2 separate regions of the Podarcis muralis genome follow, and region 2 is linked to region 1. The links are chromatin contacts, called in public Hi-C maps. All regions are on one chromosome and are shown on one strand. Each heading gives the region's core, a stretch centred on a gene start, on an enhancer-like site or on the middle of the called end of the contact. The rest is flanking DNA. Distances are from core to core; before and after follow the strand shown. Region 1 holds the start of PAK2 (p21 (RAC1) activated kinase 2). Region 2 holds the start of SRPRB (SRP receptor subunit beta).

Region 1 (4,169 bases), core at 959-3,458:
TAAGCAACAACAAATTTCAGCAAATGCAATGCAAAATTATGAGCAGTGATCTTATTTTAAGAAATAGGGATAATGCAGATATTTGAATAGGGAATAACCTCAGCAACATTGCTTTGTGTTGTCCCCGCATTCAGTCCAATACTCATCATGCCACCAAGAGGGCAACAAAGCAGGCAGAGGTAACAGAATGCAAACACACTCTCTATGGGCAGTGTGGTGTGGAGAGAATGATACTGAGAAATATGGAGGGGTCACCTGACATATCAACCTGCTAAGGCATCCTCTTTCTTCTTCATGATACTTCTCTCTGTGACTCCAAGAGGAACAGTGCAGGAACAGAAACTGGCAGTCAGCTGTTCATATAAAGCACAGCCACCTCACCTTCTTGCTCATTTACCTGCACTCTTCCTCTGAACAGTACAATGACAAAGAATACAACCCATCACTTAATACTCCCTACCATGCTAGAATACCCACAGAACAAGGGGAACTAAGCAAGAGGTGGAAGATCTTCTTTTCCCTCCTAGCACAGCATGGAAGTTTGGGGAGGTGATGTTCTTCTCTAGAAGCCTCTACTTCCCTGTTAGCCATATTTCTTTCAGCAGAGCGACAAGGAGGATTGGGCCCCGTGAGGCTGCAACCACATGTTCTGCTCGCTTGTCCTATATCACACTCTGGATGGGGTAGTAGGAATGATTGAGCTTGCTGGGCCAATCCTTACTACTACACAACCCAAAGAAAGATCACAGAGAATCCGAGACAGAGGTTGGACAAATGTGCAAACAGCGAATTGCCCACTTGCACGCCTGTGTTGCTGAGAGCAACAAGAGGGGGAGAGAGCAGACAGGAAAGCGAACAGACAAGGGCAGCAGCCCAGGCTTTCTCAACCAGACAGTTAAGAGAGATCAGCAAGGAGACAGGAGGTACAGTGGTACCTCGGGTTAAGTACTTAATTCGTTCCGGAGGTCCGTTCTTAACCTGAAACTGTTCTTAACCTGAAGCACCACTTTAGCTAATGGGGCCTCCTGCTGCTGCCGCGCTGCCAGAGCACAATTTCTGTTCTCATCCTGAAGCAAAGATCTTAACCTGAAGCACTATTTCTGGGTTAGCAGAGTCTGTAACCTGAAGCGTATGTAACCTGAGGTACCACTGTATTACTGAGCTCTCTGATTCTTCATAGGCTCTCCCTGGGGAGTAAAACTGGTTCCGGTTCTCCGTACTGGGTTTGAGGAGAGAGGGGTTGGGAAGGCAGAAGCAGGAACCGCCCCCGCCCCCTCTTGCGCGACCTTTACCCCAACACCTGCTGGAAGGAGCGGGCAGGTGAGTAGTTGGAGGCAGCAGCCGCAGCCCTGTGCCTCACCTGCGCTTGAGGTGGGTGCGGTGGGAGACGGAAGAGCTGCTCTCAACTGCACAAGCAGGGACACCCAAGCGGCCTGGCCAAGAACTCAAGATCCCCTGTGAAGGAAGCACCAAAGGCCATGAGGAATTTGCCTGCCTGCTTCTGGGTGGGTGGAGAGAGAAGTGGTGGAGCTCCCTTACTGATTAAGAAACATCCTCCTCCCGAGCCCGTTTGAAACCGCGAAAGCTCTAGGAAGGCGTCGCCCCGAACCGGTCTGCGCCTTTTCAACGTTACCGAAGATGTTCCCTCTTGGGGCGAGCGCCCTTTGTCCGCCAGGTAATGGGGAGCTCCTCCGCGGCCTCCGCACCCACCTGCTCGCCGCGCCGCAAAAAAAAACAAACCCCTTTGCCTTTCTTCCTTTCCTCCCCGCTTCTCCACCGCCCCTCGGTCACTTCCTCCTCAGAGCTGTTGTGGTGGGAGCCTCCGGGAAGCGCAGCCTCTGGGCCTGCGGAGCTCGCTCGCTCGCTCTTCCTCATGCGAAGCGCCAAGCACACTCGCTCGCTCCGTCACACACACAACACACACTCGCCTCCCCCCCCCCCCCGCTCCGCGCCTGGGTCTCCGCTCCTGCCCACCTCCGGCCAAGAACTCCCGCAGCCTCCTCCAGGCCGCTTCGCACGCCTCAGGCACCAGCCGAGCTCGTCGCCTTCGCCGCCGCCCCGTTGGCTCGCTGGCTCGAGATCTGCAGGGCAGGGCGCGGCCTCCGACAATGGCGGGGAGGGCCCACCGGGCGGCCAGAGGAGAAGCAAGCGGAACCGCCGCGCGTGGCCACAGCCCGGGAGAGGAAGGGGCGGAGCTGGCCAGGCGGCTCCTGGCGCAGGCGGCGGCGCGAAAGGTGGGCAGGGGCCGCCGAGCGGGCGTGGAAAGAACGGCGCTGAGACCACAACTCCCAGCATGCACCGGGACGCAGCGGCGCTCGCTCGGCTTCGCCCCCGGGCCGCCTGTCTAGAAGCGAGTCTTTGCGCAGAGGAAGAGAAAGCTGGGAGGGGAGATGCTCTTGTCCGGTGACTTGGGGGTCCTGGAGACAGCTTGCGCTTTGGGAAGAGCAGAGTAGCGGGTGTCTCTTCCCTCAGAGGGGGAAGCTTTTAAAATGTGTTTTCTTTTTTAAAAAATACAGTATTTTTTTTAAAAAAATACCATTTTTAATTTTTATTTAGTTATACTTGCTCTTGCCCATTTTAAATTTAGGACATTGCTGGATATTGTTCAGTAAGAATTGCAGTATATTCGGTGTAATTTTTAGTAGGAACTGGTCAGTGTAGTGCTTCCATTTGGTTGTTTGGTTCTTGGGGAAAGGGGAGTACAGTATATGGGACGAGTTGGAGAACAGCCTTTACCAAAGGTGTCATGGGCTTTGAAGACACTTGAACTCAAGACAGAAAGGAGAAACGTGCTAAAAAGAAGGCACGCTTGGCAAATCCACACCGGGATCAACTCCACCCGGAAACCAATGTCCCCACTCCGGAAGGATGTGCGGATCCAGAATTGGCCTCCACAGTCACTTATGGACTCATTGTTAAAACCGTGTTTATAGAAGACAGTCTTACTCAGCTACGAGTGATCGCCAAAGAAGAAGAAGAAGAAGCTGATTAAATTAACTAGCATTCGTGTTTATTACCTAAGTTGCAACTTGAGCTTGTTTTGTAAACTTCCCTAAAAATGTTACTAGGGAAGCAGGCTGGGGAAGCACCTCAACATCAGACTTGTAAGGAACAGCGCTTGCTGAGCAGCTCTGTTTTTCTTTCAGGCTCTCTCCCTTGGCACAACTCCAGGGCAGCTTTTGATGCAGGGACAACTTTATTAAACTCAACACATACAAACACTCAGTAGACTCCCTCTTGTGTTGACACAGATGACACCATCCCTCCTTGCTCTCAGTGAATTGTCTGTATTATTATTAACTGTTCTTGCATCTGGCCCTTCCTCACAGAGCCCAGGATGGATAACAGACATAACATTAAGAACAAAGTTGAAATCATTATCTAAAAAGCAGTAATGTACTTAAAAACATAAAAACCATCGGAAATTAGTTATACCAGTACAGTACTTTCATTCTTACTAGGCACCCAAGGCTTGCACACACACAAAAAGGTCTTGAGCTGCTGCCTCTGCAAAAATGATACGGGATCTGCAGATATCCACAAACCTACCGGTAGTTCTTGCCTTCTTCCATCCTCCTAGCCCTCTTGCTTCTGATCAGAGCCAGAAACCACCAAACATTCAAGCATTTCCCATGCCCTCCTTACCCATACAGTATAGCATGAAAGACTTATCTTCAAAAATGAACATTCAATATCACCATTTTTATTTAAAATACATATATGTATCATTTTACCGTCTGTAAAGTCATTCACATCTGCTGAACGGAAACGTATTAACCATAAAACACAGAAGCCTAAAACAATGCCAACATACCATTAAATTCCAGATAAAATCAGTGATACACTTCAAAAACAATTGCAGCATCCACAATGCCAAAGCAATTACTAAGTGATTGACTCAAACCAGACTGGAAAACAAATTAAACCCAACCCAGATCAACAGGAAAGAATTCCCCTAGTACCTGGAATACAGTCAAGGCAGTGCCAAATCAATCTCCTTTGGGAGGGAGTTCCATAACAGGATGCAACCACGTAAAATCTGCCCCCACAAAACAACCAAGTCAGTTTCAGCTCTGGATGAAAAACCAGATTGAAGTGGGTTTACAGTTTCATTCAAAACTCTTATGATGGTATATGCTAAAGTGCATATGTTCATGTTTACTTAACAC
Region 2 (4,169 bases), core at 631-3,130, 140 kb before region 1:
GTCCGCACAAATATCCAAATCACTAGAAAGAAGGATAAAACTTAGAGGAGTGTATTTAGGCTTATACCTAAGGCAACTCAATTTTCTACCATTAAAACAAGCTATTTAATACATGCCTCCTCTAATTAAGTCTTAATGCTGCTTTAGGTTTTGTACAAAAAGCTTGCAAACATTTTGGGGTCATAATAATGTATACATTTCTCCTATATCCAATACAGGAAATTCATTTCTCAGAACAGCCAAACACATCCACACAAATAACATTACACTTCATAGTAAAGTTTGCTTTTATCTATTTCTACCATCTTTCTTTGTAGCAGCCCAACTTCTATAGTTTACTCAAAAGTAAGCCCCACTATGTTCAATGGGGCCTACTGTCTGGTAACTGTGTTTACACTACAACCTTAGTAGTATACAATATAGCAAAGATGCACCTGATTTGTCATGACAGAAAACATGGGCAAATTCATTATCGTCTGATTTATAAAGGATGTGATTTCAGGAATAGCACATTAAAGATGATCACAGCACATGTGCCCTGGTTGGGACCAGCTGAAGGGGAGCTGAAGGGGAGAGGGATTACAACTACAATCCAACCCCCCAACCCCCATTGCACCAGGCTTGAGGTGCCTTGGATTTTGCAGAGGTATTTCTCTACCCAGCCTTACTGGCCTCTACCCATTTCTCTACCCAGCCTTACTGGTGGAGGTGATACCAGGGCCACTCTGCTGCCACAGAATTCAGTCATCCTACCATAAGGCAGCTTGAGATCTACTAGACCCCCTACTGGCCCCACAGCTGTCACTCATTGACATCAGGCCTGATTGCTGTCCCTGCTCCAGGCTGGTGCCCAGCTGGGGTTTGAATTGTCCTGCTTAACTAACTTACTTATTGTAAACATTGGTATTAAACTTCCAACCAGTATAAGCCCTGAGAAAAAATACAAAATTTTATAAAAGCCACACACACACCCCTGCCCAACTCCTCCTCCTCTATCTGGCATGGCAAGAAAGGGCATGCTAACAACCCCGTTTGAAACTTGCCTCTGCTATGAACCCTCCCTGGGGACTCATGCAAGTCACAGCCCACCTGTCTCACACATCTTCAGCCCCACTTTAGCAACATGAAGATAATAATAATAATAATAACCCCCTTGACGGGATTGTTGTAAGTAAGGCCTACAGGAACGCAATGCCCGTAGAGCCTTTAGAACACACTAAAACACGGCAGAAATACCAGCTAATAATAACTGTGACACTAAATGTTACATCTCCAGTCCAGACTTTTAAATTTCGGTTCTATAACATGCAAATGAACTGCAGTTCTTTGGAAATAAGAACCACTGCATTCTGTGTTAAGAGTCTTCTTACGGAGCTGGCGCAATTCCTACGAAAGAAGACCATCTCGGATCCCTAAGAAGCTCGGTGTCTTTAATAAGAACTGCAGGAGAGGCAGCTCCTCAGCAGGCGCCTTTTCCCAGCGTGAAGCTGCAGCGATGCGGAAAGCTACACCTGACTAACTTCTGCCTGCCACGTGCCTCTTAAAGGCACAGAGCCTGACTGGGAGGCTGGCGGGGCGGTGGTGTGAGCTCCGCAACCAGGCAGCTCTTCCCCCCGCAGGCAGTGGCGCTCGCCTTCCCTACCACCGAAAGGAGGCCGGCACTCACGGAGACACGAGGCGAGGAGCACGAGCAGGGCCACGGCCACCGAGACGAGCAGTTGGGCCCTCGCCAAGTCCTGGGGCGGCAGCGGAGCATCCTGAGGAGAAGGCGACCCTTCGCGCGCGGCTGTCACCTCCACCGCGTCCATCTCGAACTGCTTTCGCCTCCCACGGAGCTACGCGCGACGTGTCGTTCCCGGGACTCGTCTCCTTCCGGCCACCGCGCGCAGCGACTGCTGGGACGCGCGCTTCCGTGGCCCAGGTGCTTCATGGGAGTTGTAGTTTGTTCCCCCCCCCCCGCGCGCGCGAGCACACTAACACGGCTCGTTCTACAGGCGAAGGGAAGAGGGGAGCGTTGGAGGCGGCGGGTCGTTAGACCTACAAAATGATACCGTTGCACGTTAAGCCGCAGTGCCGGATATACGTATAAGCTAAACAATCTATAGCTTAGGGCCCCACTCTCTTAGGGGCCCCAAAAAAAATTAAAAGGGGGGGACTAGATGTACATTTCCAAAATATAAGATAAAAAATATAATAAGACCTACATACAGCAACAATGTTTTGTGTTGTGAAGGCTCCTGTGATGTAATGGGCCCCACCTGCTAGTCTGCGCCCTAAAATATCACTGGTTTGCTAATTTCTGTATATAGGGTGCCTACATTCTGCCTGGACTGGTTGCATGGCAACACGTGCAAATGACTTTAGATACCTATTAGGTCCATAAATTACCACATCGCATATATTCAACACAAAAAACAGAGACAAAGGACAGCTGGACATAGAAAGGGCCCCATTACCTTCAGTAGCTTAGGGCCTTATCAAACCTAAATCCGGCCCTGGTTAAGTGCCATCGGCGTTATTGTAAGCATGAGCTATAGGGGGCTAGACAACAGGACCCACATATCCCTAGTGGGCAGATGTAAAGCCAGCAAAAAGCATGGACGTAGCCAAGTGGGGGTGAAGGGGTTGCAGTTGCCTCCCCCCGTAAATCAATACAAATATGAGGTTCTGACCCCCCCAAACCAAAAGCCTGCCTTTACCCCAAAAAGTCCTTCCTACACCCATGGCAAAAAGGGAATGAAATTGGCAAGAGAGGGTTAGTATTTGGGGAGGGCGCCTTGCTGTTGACCCGAAAGTGAACGTTATTCAACTGAAAACCAAAAGAACGTGAAATTTCCAGCGTAAAACTGCTGGACTTCAATATCTCAGTAAACGCAGGACATATTTCCTCAGAGCAGTGCTGGTTCCAGGCTATTTTGTGCCTTGGGCAAGGCTAACTACTTGCAAATCCTCACCAACACCAACAGTGATTGCTAACTTCTGTTTTCAAAAACAGATATCTTGTAGGAAAAAAATGAAAAGCGCAGAACTCAAAACTGCTAATTTTTTCTTAAATTGCAATAATAAGTAATACGTATATCTTTCTCAAATGTTTTAGCACACAGATCAGTTTGAATAATCTTGTGAATAGTGATGTTGCAATTTAAGACTCTTTAAAGTTTCAATTTCAGCCACATCAAAATCTCACTTTGCATGCCTTTTCCTTTGCAAATTTTATCACCAGTTCCTTCAGGTCAACTGCTAATGCTTGGGCATGTTCAGTTGATATAGTTGCCAAGCCAACTCGTCCCTTTTTGCGACATTGTTGAGCATATATAAGTTTTTGTAAGTTTGAACTTTGAGAAAATATGTTCACCACTTGCCACTGGAAGTGTCAGAAGGATCCTTAGAGCAACAGAAACGTTAGGCATATTATCCAGGCACACTTCCTCTTCTCCTGCTGCTTTCCCCTGGGGGAAACTGTTCTTTAGCGCTCAATTAGAGCAAACAGCAATACAGAAATTTCCCATTGACATTTGTTCTGGTCTGTTGCTAAAGTGCAGGTTTTCCCTCGGAAAGGAGCAGGGCAAGGAGAAAACTGCTCGGAACCATACCCAGAAAGTGTGGGTCACGTAGAGAACAGCTTTCTAGGCATGGCACAGGCAGAAGTATGGATGAGCCCTAAGAGGTGAGGGCTGAAACCCTGGAGAGCCACTTCCAGTCAGACCAGACAATACTGAGCCAGATTAAATGGTCATACTGGGATAAGGCAGCTTCCTATATTCCTACAAGCCTCCCCCCCCCCCCCCGCAACACTAAGATCTTGCTTAGTCCTTGTGACACAGTTGGAGCTTGTGTAAGGATGATCTGCCTTGGCTTGGTAACCTGTATAGGTGTATTGCTTGGTAGCAGGTGATTTGTAAACAAGTGGGGTAGCTGTACTGTATGGGCTCTATTTTGGATGCACAAACTCCACACACAAGCAGCATCCTCTTGGCTTTGTGGAGCCCATCTCCCAAAGCACTGCTCGAGTACATGAACTGTTTTCTTGCAGGAATTAACAGGCCCAGGGTTGAGGTAGGTAACTCTGAGAGACAAGACAAATAGGAACTCTTTGCTTTGCTTCTTCCAACTTTGCAAATCAGCGTTGTAATATAAACCATCTATAAACTGTTCCATGCAAACTAGAA

What was found. A called contact is a pair of places that touch in the nucleus more often than the background predicts.
Region 2: a Hi-C map of blood shows a contact between it and region 1, with 2.6 times the contacts expected there. The contact joins the promoter of SRPRB here to the promoter of PAK2 in region 1. A contact is called at or near these places in 2 of 3 Hi-C or Micro-C datasets (blood and tail).

Annotation. Positions count from the first base shown.
Region 1 is chr6:36,032,773-36,036,941 of rPodMur119.hap1.1, reverse strand. PAK2 (p21 (RAC1) activated kinase 2) reads right to left here and starts at 2,208. Exons shown (of 15, transcript XM_028730920.2): 1 at 1,975-2,208. PIGX (phosphatidylinositol glycan anchor biosynthesis class X) reads right to left here. Exons shown (of 7, transcript XM_077929992.1): 7 at 3,688-4,169.
Region 2 is chr6:36,168,402-36,172,570 of rPodMur119.hap1.1, reverse strand. SRPRB (SRP receptor subunit beta) reads right to left here and starts at 1,880. Exons shown (of 8, transcript XR_003706878.2): 1 at 1,667-1,880; 2 at 1-22.